2 separate regions of the Mus musculus genome follow, and region 1 is linked to region 2. A link is a contact called in public HiChIP or PLAC-seq data. All regions are on one chromosome and are shown on one strand. Each heading gives the region's core, a stretch centred on a gene start, on an enhancer-like site or on the middle of the called end of the contact. The rest is flanking DNA. Distances are from core to core; before and after follow the strand shown.

Evidence for each region. HiChIP or PLAC-seq counts read pairs in DNA pulled down with a chosen protein or histone mark.
Region 1: an H3K4me3 HiChIP or PLAC-seq map of bone marrow-derived macrophages shows a contact between it and region 2, with 5 times the contacts expected there. The contact joins the enhancer-like site here to the promoter of Chmp6 in region 2. A contact is called at or near these places in 3 of 39 promoter capture datasets (the SN4741 cell line, embryonic stem cells and macrophages), 3 of 15 datasets of contacts at CTCF or cohesin (CD8 T cells, the NIH/3T3 cell line and large pre-B cells), 57 of 484 Hi-C or Micro-C datasets (the 63-12 cell line, the AML12 cell line, B cells and 43 more), 39 of 115 datasets of contacts at active chromatin or transcription factors (the 230-238 cell line, CD8 T cells, the HPC-7 cell line and 29 more) and 4 of 9 other capture datasets (adipose tissue, liver, macrophages and 1 more).

The regions. Positions count from the first base shown.
Region 1 is chr11:119,974,077-119,979,324 of GRCm38.p6, forward strand. All of the region lies in intron 3 of Baiap2 (brain-specific angiogenesis inhibitor 1-associated protein 2), which reads left to right. Among named protein-coding and RNA genes, the nearest start is that of Gm11767, 34 kb to the left of the region's middle. Within about 2 kb of position 2,280, at least 111 of the 459 cell types and tissues checked have an H3K27ac peak or open chromatin away from gene starts, as enhancers often do. A contact at or near this core is called in the 63-12 cell line, B-cell progenitors, the BV-2 cell line and 20 more, where this site is marked.
Region 2 is chr11:119,910,199-119,915,070 of GRCm38.p6, forward strand. Chmp6 (charged multivesicular body protein 6) reads left to right here and starts at 3,612. Exons shown (of 8, transcript NM_001085498.2): 1 at 3,612-3,739. The coding sequence starts at 3,677. Gm39485 (a long non-coding RNA gene) reads right to left here and starts at 3,614. Exons shown (of 3, transcript XR_003949830.1): 1 at 3,178-3,614; 2 at 1-770.

The DNA of each region.
Region 1 (5,248 bases), core at 1,030-3,529, 63 kb after region 2:
AGGCGGGTCCCACTGCTGCTGCTGGAGGCCTCTGCCTTGGAGGCCACAGGCGTCCCCAGAACCCATGCCCTGCCCCTTCTCCATGGCTGCACTTCCCTCGTATGCCCCCTGTTTTCATGTTCCCAGCCTCCATGGCTTTTTTTGAACATCCACACAGGCCCTCTCATGTGTCATTGGGATGGTTGTGAGTACATGGATTTAGATGGAGACCCCTGAGATCTGTCTCTGCGTGGCTGCTCCCTCAGCTCTCTTCTTCCCAGAGCTTTTTAAAACAGTAACAGTTATGTGCATTCACCATGTCATTACTGGGTCACTTGCCACGTGGGACTATCTTTTTTTTTTTTTTTTTTTTTTTGGTTTTTTTGAGACAGGGTTTCTCTGTGTAGCCCTGGCTGTCCTGGCGCTCACTTTGTAGACCAGGCTGGCCTCGAACTCAGAAATCCGCCTGCCTCTGCCTCCCAAGTGCTGGGATTAAAGGCGTGCGCCACCGCGCCCAGCTTCACGTGGGACTATCTTGGAGGTTTGGAACACTGGCTGCTCTTCCAAGGGACCTTGTTTGGTTCTCAGCACCCACAACCACTCACAACCATCCACGACTCCAGCTCTAGTAGATTCAACAGCCAGTTCTGGCCTCCACTGCACCAGCACACATGTGATGCACAGATATAGATACATTCAGCCAACACACATACACAGAATGTTAAAAAGAGTGTACACCAGGAAGGCTGGTCGTGTTCAGGTTGTGCTTAAGGCTGTCACGAACCCACAAACAGTTGTGCTGCACAAGTTATAGTCATCTGAGAGGAGAGTACTTGATTGAGAAATGTTCTGGGGAGCAGTTTGTTTAGATTAGGGATTGATAAGGGAGGGCCTAACCCGTTGTGGGTGGTGATGGTCAAGGTTCTATAAGAAATCAGACTGGCCAAGCTATGAAGAGCAAGTCAAAAAGTAACACTCCTCCACGGCCTCTGCATCAAGTCCTGCCTCCAGGTTCCTGCTTGCTTTAGTTTCTGTCCTGACTTGATAATGAACTCAGGGTTAGACTTCCTTCGATGATGTAGAAGTGTAAGCCAGAGTAACCCAGAACTGCATTTGGGCATGATGCCTCATCACAGCAATAGTGACACTACAGAGGACAGAAGTTGGTACCAGGAGTTGGGGCTTAGAGTAACAGAAAGTATAGAATGAACTATATATACGTGTGTGTGTGTGTGTGTGTGTGTGTGTGTGTGTGTGTGTGTGTGTGTGTATGTATGTATGTGTATATATATATAGGAGGTCCTGAATCCAACAGTTGATCAGTCTACAAAGCTGGATATACTGGATATATCAGCTCTCAGATATACATATCTGAGAGATGGTCTGCAGTATGCACCAGAATAACCGAAGATGTCAGTGAAGGAAATGACTTGCCATCGAGAGAAAGCAGGCAAACAGCCTAGGTACATGGTCTCTCCACCCATGGAGTATTGTGTGTGGAAAGGGAGTCTGCTGGGTGTGGTAGTGCACACCTGTGGTCCCAGTACTCAGGAGGCAGAAGCAGGAGGCTCAGGAGTTCAAGGCTCTCTAAAGCTATGTAATGAGTTTGACCCTTAGGCTAGCCTGAAATACTCGAGATCCTATCTCAGAAAAACAAACAAAACAAAAACAAAAAGGAGGGGGGGGGGGGCTCTAGCCTCTGCTGCAGCACAGATGGACATCGTAAATGTACCTCAGTCCCTGTGCTTCCCCCCAAGAAGGGTTACATTTCCACGTGGACCGAATTGCACACTAACCCTCCAAATGTGAAGCCAAGTTACTAATAGCACCAGAAATCTTTAAAACTGAGACGTTAGGGTGAAATGCAGTGTGACTCACTGGTGGCTGACCTTTCAGCGACTTGACTCACTGTAAGTTGGTAGAAGTTGAGGAGGGCGTGGTCTCCTGGTATGTTTCTCTGTGTTTTTATACTTTTGTCCCAAATGTCACATATTGTCTCTGGGACCCACGTGTACTTTGTGGGGGAGGGTCTCTTCCTATTAGTTCCCAAATATTCTGGGGCCTGGAACTCTCCTGGTCCCAGCCCCATCCTCACCCTCCTGAGTTAAGGCTTTTTTCACTCTGATGGGCTAAGGCTGACTCACTGCCTTGGTGTGCCTAGGGCTTCTGCCCCTCCCTCCAGGATCTCTCATGTCAGCTCCCTGGGATGGGCCACCTACTGCCAGTCACCCCTGTTGATACTCCACTCCCTGGAGAGGCTCATCAGGTGGCAGCTGTCTGCAAAGATTTACCCTCCCTCATTCACTGTTTGCTCTGGCACACTGGGCCTTCTTTCCCAATCTGATCCGGTTTTTCAAGTTTAGGGTCCACCTGGGCTGTGGCCTAAGAGCTCTAGGTCCCCAGGGTATGGGTGGATTTGGCCCTGGCAGAGGCTGGTTAAAAGCCTCTTCCTGGGGCTAGAGAGACAGCTCAGTGGTTAAGAGTGCATGCTGTTGTTACAGAAGACCCAAGTTTGGTTGGGTGGCACCCATGTCAGCAGCAAACAGCTGCCTATAACTCTCCTTAAGGGGATCTGACGACCTCTTCTGGCCTCCAAGAGTACCTACACTCATGTGCACAAACACCATAAATAAAAATAAAAACCGTAAGGTGGTGATGGCACACACCTTTAATCCCTGAACTTGGGAAGCCTAGGCAGGCGGATCTCCAAGTTCGAAGCCAGCCTCTATAAAGCGAGCTCCAGGACAGGCTGGGCTTTTACACAAAGAAACACTGTCTCAAAAAAAACAAAAATAAATAAGTTAATTAATTAATATCTTTTTTTAAATAAAATGAAGTAAGGCTTTTCTGTCAGCACAGTACACCTGGGAGGATCTTCCAAGAGAAGGAGAAGGTGGGAGGCCATGGAGCCCGCCACGAGGGCCCAACCTCTCCTCGGCACCTGCTGGCCAGTGAACAAGTCAGTGCCCCTGGCCAGAGGTCCCCTCATCTGCAGAGGGGGTGCTCAGGGTGGGTAGGTGTACCAGTCTTCTCCTGCATGCTGTGGCCATGGCCCCCCAGGGGTTTAGTACTTGCGGCTGTGCACGCCCAAGCTCCGCTGCACATGTCTTCCTGCAGCTGCTTGTAAAATGCAGTTTAAAACTTCATCATGTGGGCTGATCCTGCGCAGCACCAGCTTGCAGCCAGCCCAGAACTCCACGTGCGTGCACTCACACACAGACACATACACACCCTGTTCTGTGCCTTTGTCTCAGTGTGCTCCCCTCCCCCCATCTCCCCGTATATACCCATAAGGTCTGGGGACAGGCTACGCAGCGGGGGCTCTGAGTTGAGCCACACACTGTGCTCTGTGTCTGAGGGTTGACACAGCCCATGTGGAATGGTAACTGTTGTCCTGTGGGGTCTGACACCCATCACCTGAACAAAAATCTGTGAGAAACTTGGTACACCCTTGGGCATCACTGCCTGATTATACCAGTTTCTACTCTTCTTGAGTTGGCATGTGCTGCTTTTGTGGGTAGGGGAATGTTTTCTGTTCAGTCTTGACATTGACTTATAATTCTGGGCCTAAAGAATGTGGTCAGAGAGCACCAACCTATAGAGAGACTTCTAGCTAAGTGCATAGTTTGTCTGGTCGCTGCTGCCCCATCCCTCCTCTTGTAGACCCTGTAGCCTTCTGAGAGTTGGTTGTATGGCATTGTCCTCAGAAAGGAAGAGTGGATGTACTACAAAGCTGAGAGAGTAGTGCAGTGCTGCCAAGGACTCCAGTGGGTTCCCCTGCCCAGGCCAGAGTTTGAGCCCACTGTGGTCACCTGCTTTCCACTTGGGTAAAATTATAGTCCGTTCCCAGGTGTCTATGGGGCATTGAGAGCCAGAAGGTGGATCCAAGACCCTCTGAGTCATGGGAGTGTGGTCAAACAAAGCCCAGCGAGCTTCCTTGGGTACCTCCTTGTCACGGAGCAGCGGGTTTCCATCCTATAGGATTTACAGATGCAGAAAGCCAAGAGAGTTTCCCCAGGTACATTCATCCTTGTCATAAGGGCTGTGGGTTTCCATCCTACAGGACTTACAGTTGCAGAAAAGCACAGAGGATCCTGGGATCTGCCACTCACTCACATGGCTGTCCTGACTTGCGTGCTAGTGGCTTCTGGCCTGAGTGTAGAAAACTCTCATCTGTGACTTTGGGTTTCCTTTGAGCCCTGTTCTGAGCATGAGCGACACTGTCCTAATAGCTTGCTGAAAGTCAGCATGGCTGTGCGTGTGTGTCAGTGGTAACCAAGGCCTTTGCTCATGGGGACTGTGCCTGTGCCTGTGCCTGTGGCCTTCCTCTTTACACTGGCCTCACCCTCTTGTCTCTGCCTCTCAACCAGCAATAAGAGACCAGGCTCCTTCACATTAATTGCTGCCTCAGTCCCTTCAAGCACATTAGAGTCCAGATCTAGAGTGTGCTACAAATGGGACTTCCATCCTTTTCAGAGGGACCTGGCAAACCTTAGAGGCTACTTGCCCTGTCTCTCTGTGTGTAGGTTGTCACTGACTTTGTGATCACAGCTTCCTGTTGGCCATATGACAGCCCTGTCATCTCTAGGAGTTCAGTCTCTGGGGGGACTATTGTACCCCTGTGTTATAGGAGTGTGGTGTTAGGCCTGTGGTCATAGATTCTTGGGACAGGGTGGTAGGCAGATAGCTGTGCTGAGGTTTTTAGCCCTGGCAGCCACAGGTACATGTATCCAGGTAAATTAGATGGTCTATACAAAGTTCCAGGCAGCTGTTGAGTTTGCCCTTTGCCCACAGAGGATGAACTGCAGGGAGGTGGTGGGCAAGCAGAGTGGGGCTGGTAGGGTAAGTCTGACCATGGGCCACTGACCACCCTGCTGACTTAGAGAGTTCTTTTCTGCTGACTGGGGCCAGTTGGCTGGCATAGCCTTGCAAGCCGTGTTCGCCGCTGTAGGCAACCTGTACTGTGCTCAGGGTCCCTGTGATCATTGATATTAAAACAACTTTTGGGACTAAGAGAGTTCCCAAGAATCTGACCTCCATGCGTCCTAGATGAACTCCCAGAGGGAAGCTGAGGTCCTAGAGGAAAGTTGTCAGAGGATTCCTTTTGGTTTCTAGCTGGTGATAGTGGGTGCCAGAAGGAGGGCTCCTTGGGAGAAAAGGCCTGCATCTGAAAGGGTTCCAGCTTCAGACACAGGCATAGGCTCTCCTCGTTTATGTCCACAGCACTAGCCAGTATCTGGGACTCCTCAAAGGGAGTTAACAGATAGTT
Region 2 (4,872 bases), core at 2,362-4,861:
ACATGTGGGCGTTGCCTAAGGAAGCTGCTTCCCACTGGCTGGTGATGATAAAGGGCCACTTAACATGGAGTCCAAATAGCTGCAGCAGGGTGACCATAGCAGAGGACCCATCACTGCACTGGGGCATTCACAGCAGTCACCAGGTCCTCAGCTGTAAGAAGGACAGTACTCCTTGACCTCTCTGAGGGGTCACTCCTGTCTCACAGCTATAGGACCAACACCACAGCGGTCAGAGCCTTTGCTCTGATGCATACAAGGTGACTGATGACTCAACTTGTACCTGGCCACAGAATTCCTTCCCATAGGTTAGGATCCTGGTTTGGGGTGTAACACAGTGGTAGAGCACTTGCCTAACACAGAGACCCTGGGTCCTGTCCCTAGCACCGGAGGACGTTGATGGAAAGACAGGAACCCTGAACTCTGGAGAGGACTGGACTTATGACATTGGACCTCCCAAATCACATGACCCCTCTCCAACCAGAGGGGCTTGGCCAAGAGAGCTGGAGACCCATGTTAGGGATCTTTTTATGACCCTGCATGTGGCAGGTTCAGAGGAGTCCGCCTTGAGGACCTCCATGGCCACCTTTTGTTGACATGAGGCCTATAGTTAAATCCTAGGGGTCAGGCACATGTGACATGGCAGATGGCTCGGAATGGGTATTGGGACAGTTCCTCTAAAGGACTAAAGCAAGATGGCTGTCATGGCACCGGCACGCAGAATCTCAGCAATCAGAAGCCTGCAGGTAGAGGGTCGAGAGTTTAAGGCCTGCCTGAAATAAAAAGGAACAAACACAAAAGATTTCATGCTCTAAGAACACACAAGGTTTCTGTCCTCTCCCCCTTTCCTGTCCCAGTCCTCTACCAGTGTGTGCTGGGTCACCATTGCTGTGATGAAACACCATGACCAAAAGCAAGCTGGGAAGGAAAGGGTTTATTGTATTTGGCTTACACTTCCACATGGTCTGTCATCAAAGGAAATCAGGACAGGGACTTAGACAGGAGGCAGGAGCTGATGCAGAGGCCATGGAGGGGTGCTGCTTACTAGCTTGCTCCTCATGGCTTGCTCAGCCTTCTCTCTTATAAAGCTCAGGACCACCAGCCCAGGGATGGCACCAGCCACAATGGGCTGGGCCCTCCCAAGTCAGTCACTAAATAAGAAAAATACCTTACAGCTGGATCTTTTTTGTTTGTTTGTTTTTGTTTTTTTCAAGACAGGGTTTCTCTGTATAGCCCTGGCTGTCCTGGAACTCACTTTGTAGACCAGGCTGGCCTCAAACTCAGAAATCTGCCTGCCTCTGCCTCCCAAGTGCTGGGATTAAAGGTGTGAGCCACCATGCCCGGCTCTACAGCTGGATCTTATGGAAGCATTTTCTCAACTGAGATTCCCTCCTTTCAGGTGACTCTGGCTTATATCAAGTTGACGTAAAATTAGCCATAACAGCCGAGCATGGTGGCAGGCAGATTTCTGAGTTCGAGGCCAGCCTGGTCTACAAAGTGAGTTCCAGGACAGCCAGGGCTATACAGAGAAACCCTGCCTCAAAAAACCAAAATAAATAAATAAATAAATAAGCCATAACAGACACACACACACACACACACACACACACACACACACACACACACACACACACAGAGAGAGAGAGACAGAGAGACAGAGAAAGAGACACAGAGACAGACAGAGAGAGAGAGAAAGAGAGAGAATCCTTTTAAAATACAGAAAACTTACTGGGCATGATGGCTCACATCTTTAATCCCAGCAAAGGGAGGCAAAGGGAAGCAGATCTCTGGGAGTTCAAGGCCAGCTTGGTCTACAGAGTGAGTTCTAGGACAGCCAGGGCTACAGAGAGAGGAAAATATCTTTAAAATAAGTAAGTAAATTTTAAAACCATATTTATTCTTAGCTTGTAGGCTGTATAAAAAGGAGAGGGGAGATCAAACCGGTTTGACTCACGGGCCATAGTTGCCAAATCCTGGCTTACAGACGGAAAGAATTCAGACATTTCCAGCTCTGTATTGGCAGAGAACTAGGAAGAATGTGTGGAAGCGCTTCCAGAGTGTTATGGTAGAAACAGAACCCTCCCTGGGCAATAAATACTCCTAGCTAAATGGTTGCAGCCAGCAAGGCACTGGGTACTGTGGGCTGTTGCTTGACAGACTGGGCCTCAGTTAGTGACTCTGGGATGTCAGGGCATCCTAGCACGGAGTAGACAAGAGTGGACAGAGAAAGTGGGTGATTTCAAGGCCATCTTGGTCTGCATAGCAAGTCCCAAACCAGCCAGAGATACCCTGGACCTGCACAAGACCTCTGTCCCACACCCCTGAACATGCCCTTGGTTAGGGCATGAGAACCACACAGGTCGGAAGCTCCAGCCTTCTAGTAAGTTCTGCCCCAGTACTGCCCTTTATAGTCATGTTGACCACAGGGACAGGGTACCATTACTGCGATTTTATGGGGCCAGTTGGCCCACAGAGCATTGGAGACTAAGATATGACAGCTAACCATCAAAGTCAGTGGCTGAGCCCGATTAGGGCAGCTGACTGTACAGAGAACCCTGGGATAAAGGGTTCCTGGCTAGTTAGAAGGCCCCTTGGAATCAAATCAAAACAAAAAAACCAACCTCTAGAAACTGCTTCTAAGTGACAGAAGGAGCTAGAACCCTAGGTCTGGTAGCCAGAGCCTGCCCCAAGTCCTTACCATGGACTTTACTCTCAGCCTCTCGTGCTGTTCTTAAAACCAAGTCAAGACTGGGAGCCTCTTATGCCTAAGGAGTCACAAGAGCCACTGCTGCGACACCGGAAAGCCCCCTCCATGCCTTCTGCCCTTGTTTACTGAAGGAGTTGGGGGTGGGGGAAGGGAAAATGCAGGCAGTTCAGGAATCAGAAGAAGCTGCCTGCCGAGGGATAGCCACTGGCTTTACTGGATTCATAATGTGTTGAGCCTGAGGCTAAGACTGAGCCCTTCGTTCAGAAAGGTGTAAATGAACAAGAATGCTTAGTAATTGGCCCAGCTGCTTGTACTGTCTGCCTCCCGAAGGGATATTACCCGGATGATTGCCGTGGGGAAGGAGAACTCCCCTCCTAGCAAAGGCATTGAATTCAGGACAGTGGCGCCCTTTTTGGGGCTGTTAGGGTGTAGAGCCCCACTCATGAGTGTCTTGTCCCCGCCCCCTGACTCACCAAGGGCCTACAGAGGGCAGGTGTGATCAGAGAATCCCTGGGGTTAGTGTGTCAGTCCCAGCAACCGGGCTGACTCAACGGTAGCCTAAGGACTGTCCACAGTGAGGAAACTAGGGGACGAAGGTGACAGCGCCGAATGGCAGGTGAACGCTGGTGCACACTTCTCAGCAAGCACTTGTAGGTCCAAAACACTGGGTGTGTGTATGTTCTGCGCCAGCGGGGAGGGGGGCGTCGGCTGGGCGGTTTTGAAAGTCAGGAAGCCTGATTTAGGCTCACTCCTGTGAGGTGCTCTGAATTAATCACAGTCCCATCTGATTAGCTGAAAGGCCGAGGGAGGGCGTTCGCATCGCCTAGTAAGTCCAGCGGTGCGCTGCGCTAGGGACGAAGCTGCTTCGCGTTCTGAGGCGCGTGGCTCCGCGCGGCCGCCGTAGGTCGGGCGGAGTACGGTGGCCGCAGAGCGGCGGCTGCGACGGGTTCGGCCGGCCGGCGCGGGGCCGCCATGGGCAACCTGTTCGGCCGCAAGAAGCAGAGCCGAGTCACCGAACAGGACAGGGCCATCCTGGTGAGGGGCCTACGGCGGGCAGGGGGCCGGGCCCCGTGGGGGAAACTGAGGCGGGAAGCGGAGCGGGCCGCGCTTCCGGTGCCATGGCGCGCCCAGCTGCAGACTCCTGGACCAGCCCCGGCTCGGCCCGGAAAGACCGGGATTGTGTCTCGGGGCTGAGCGCCGATCCGTGAGAGAAGGTGCCAGGAAGGAAGCCTGTGGCCTTGGCCTTGGAATCCCAAGCCATAAGTTATTGAAAGTTCCTAGAAAAAGCCCCCAGATAAAGATCCCGTGGGCGTGGCTTTCACTAAAAGTCTCAGCGTGATTCTTACTGGGAAAGGGTGCTCGTCCCCCATCTCTGCAGCCTCTGTGTGAGCTGGAAGCCCCCGAGACACTCGTGTCTCAGGACACCGCCCTCCATCTCTAAGTAAAACTGTCACAGAGGTGGGTCCTGCGGACAGGACACACCTTGTCTGCTCCTCTGTGGAATTCGGAGGCTCAGGACACCACTGTCAAGCACACATCTGAACAGTCCCAGAGCGCCAGGCACCAGGAAGGAAAGTGCCTAGCTCCAGGTGCTGCTGCTGCCACTGCCTGACCTGCTCAGATTGCTTGGTCTCCAGAGGCACAGTCTGGCCATCCTGCAGCTCCATTTGGTGCCCCTGTCTCCCCAGGCAAGATGCCTGATGCTTTGTAAACAGCTGGCAGAAATAACCACCCGAGAAGAGCATGGGTAGCCTAACTCAAGGTCTCCAAACCTAAAGGGTGGAAATAGTGAGCACTCTCTGTCATGCAGTTGATGCCCACCGTGGGGCAGACCCTGTAGAGGACACTGGGTGAAGGTGGGAGACCCAGAACCACACCCAGGCCCATGCTCAAACACACACACACACACAAAACACGCTAGCAGAGCTCCCCAGCTAGCCTGTTCTCCTAGGTAACCTACAGTCTATGGTGAATGGTTTCTCACTAACTAAACCTTAAAGGTGCCCATGGCCTTCACTTGAAATAGTCTGCCTCAGGGTTTCATTCTGTGTGTGACATGTGCCCAGGGCCTGTACCTGTTCATCATGGCTCCGCCTGAAGGGTCGGCATTTGGACACAGAACAGAAATGGGCTGAACAGGAGGACTGAGCGCACTTGGCTAGTGGCTG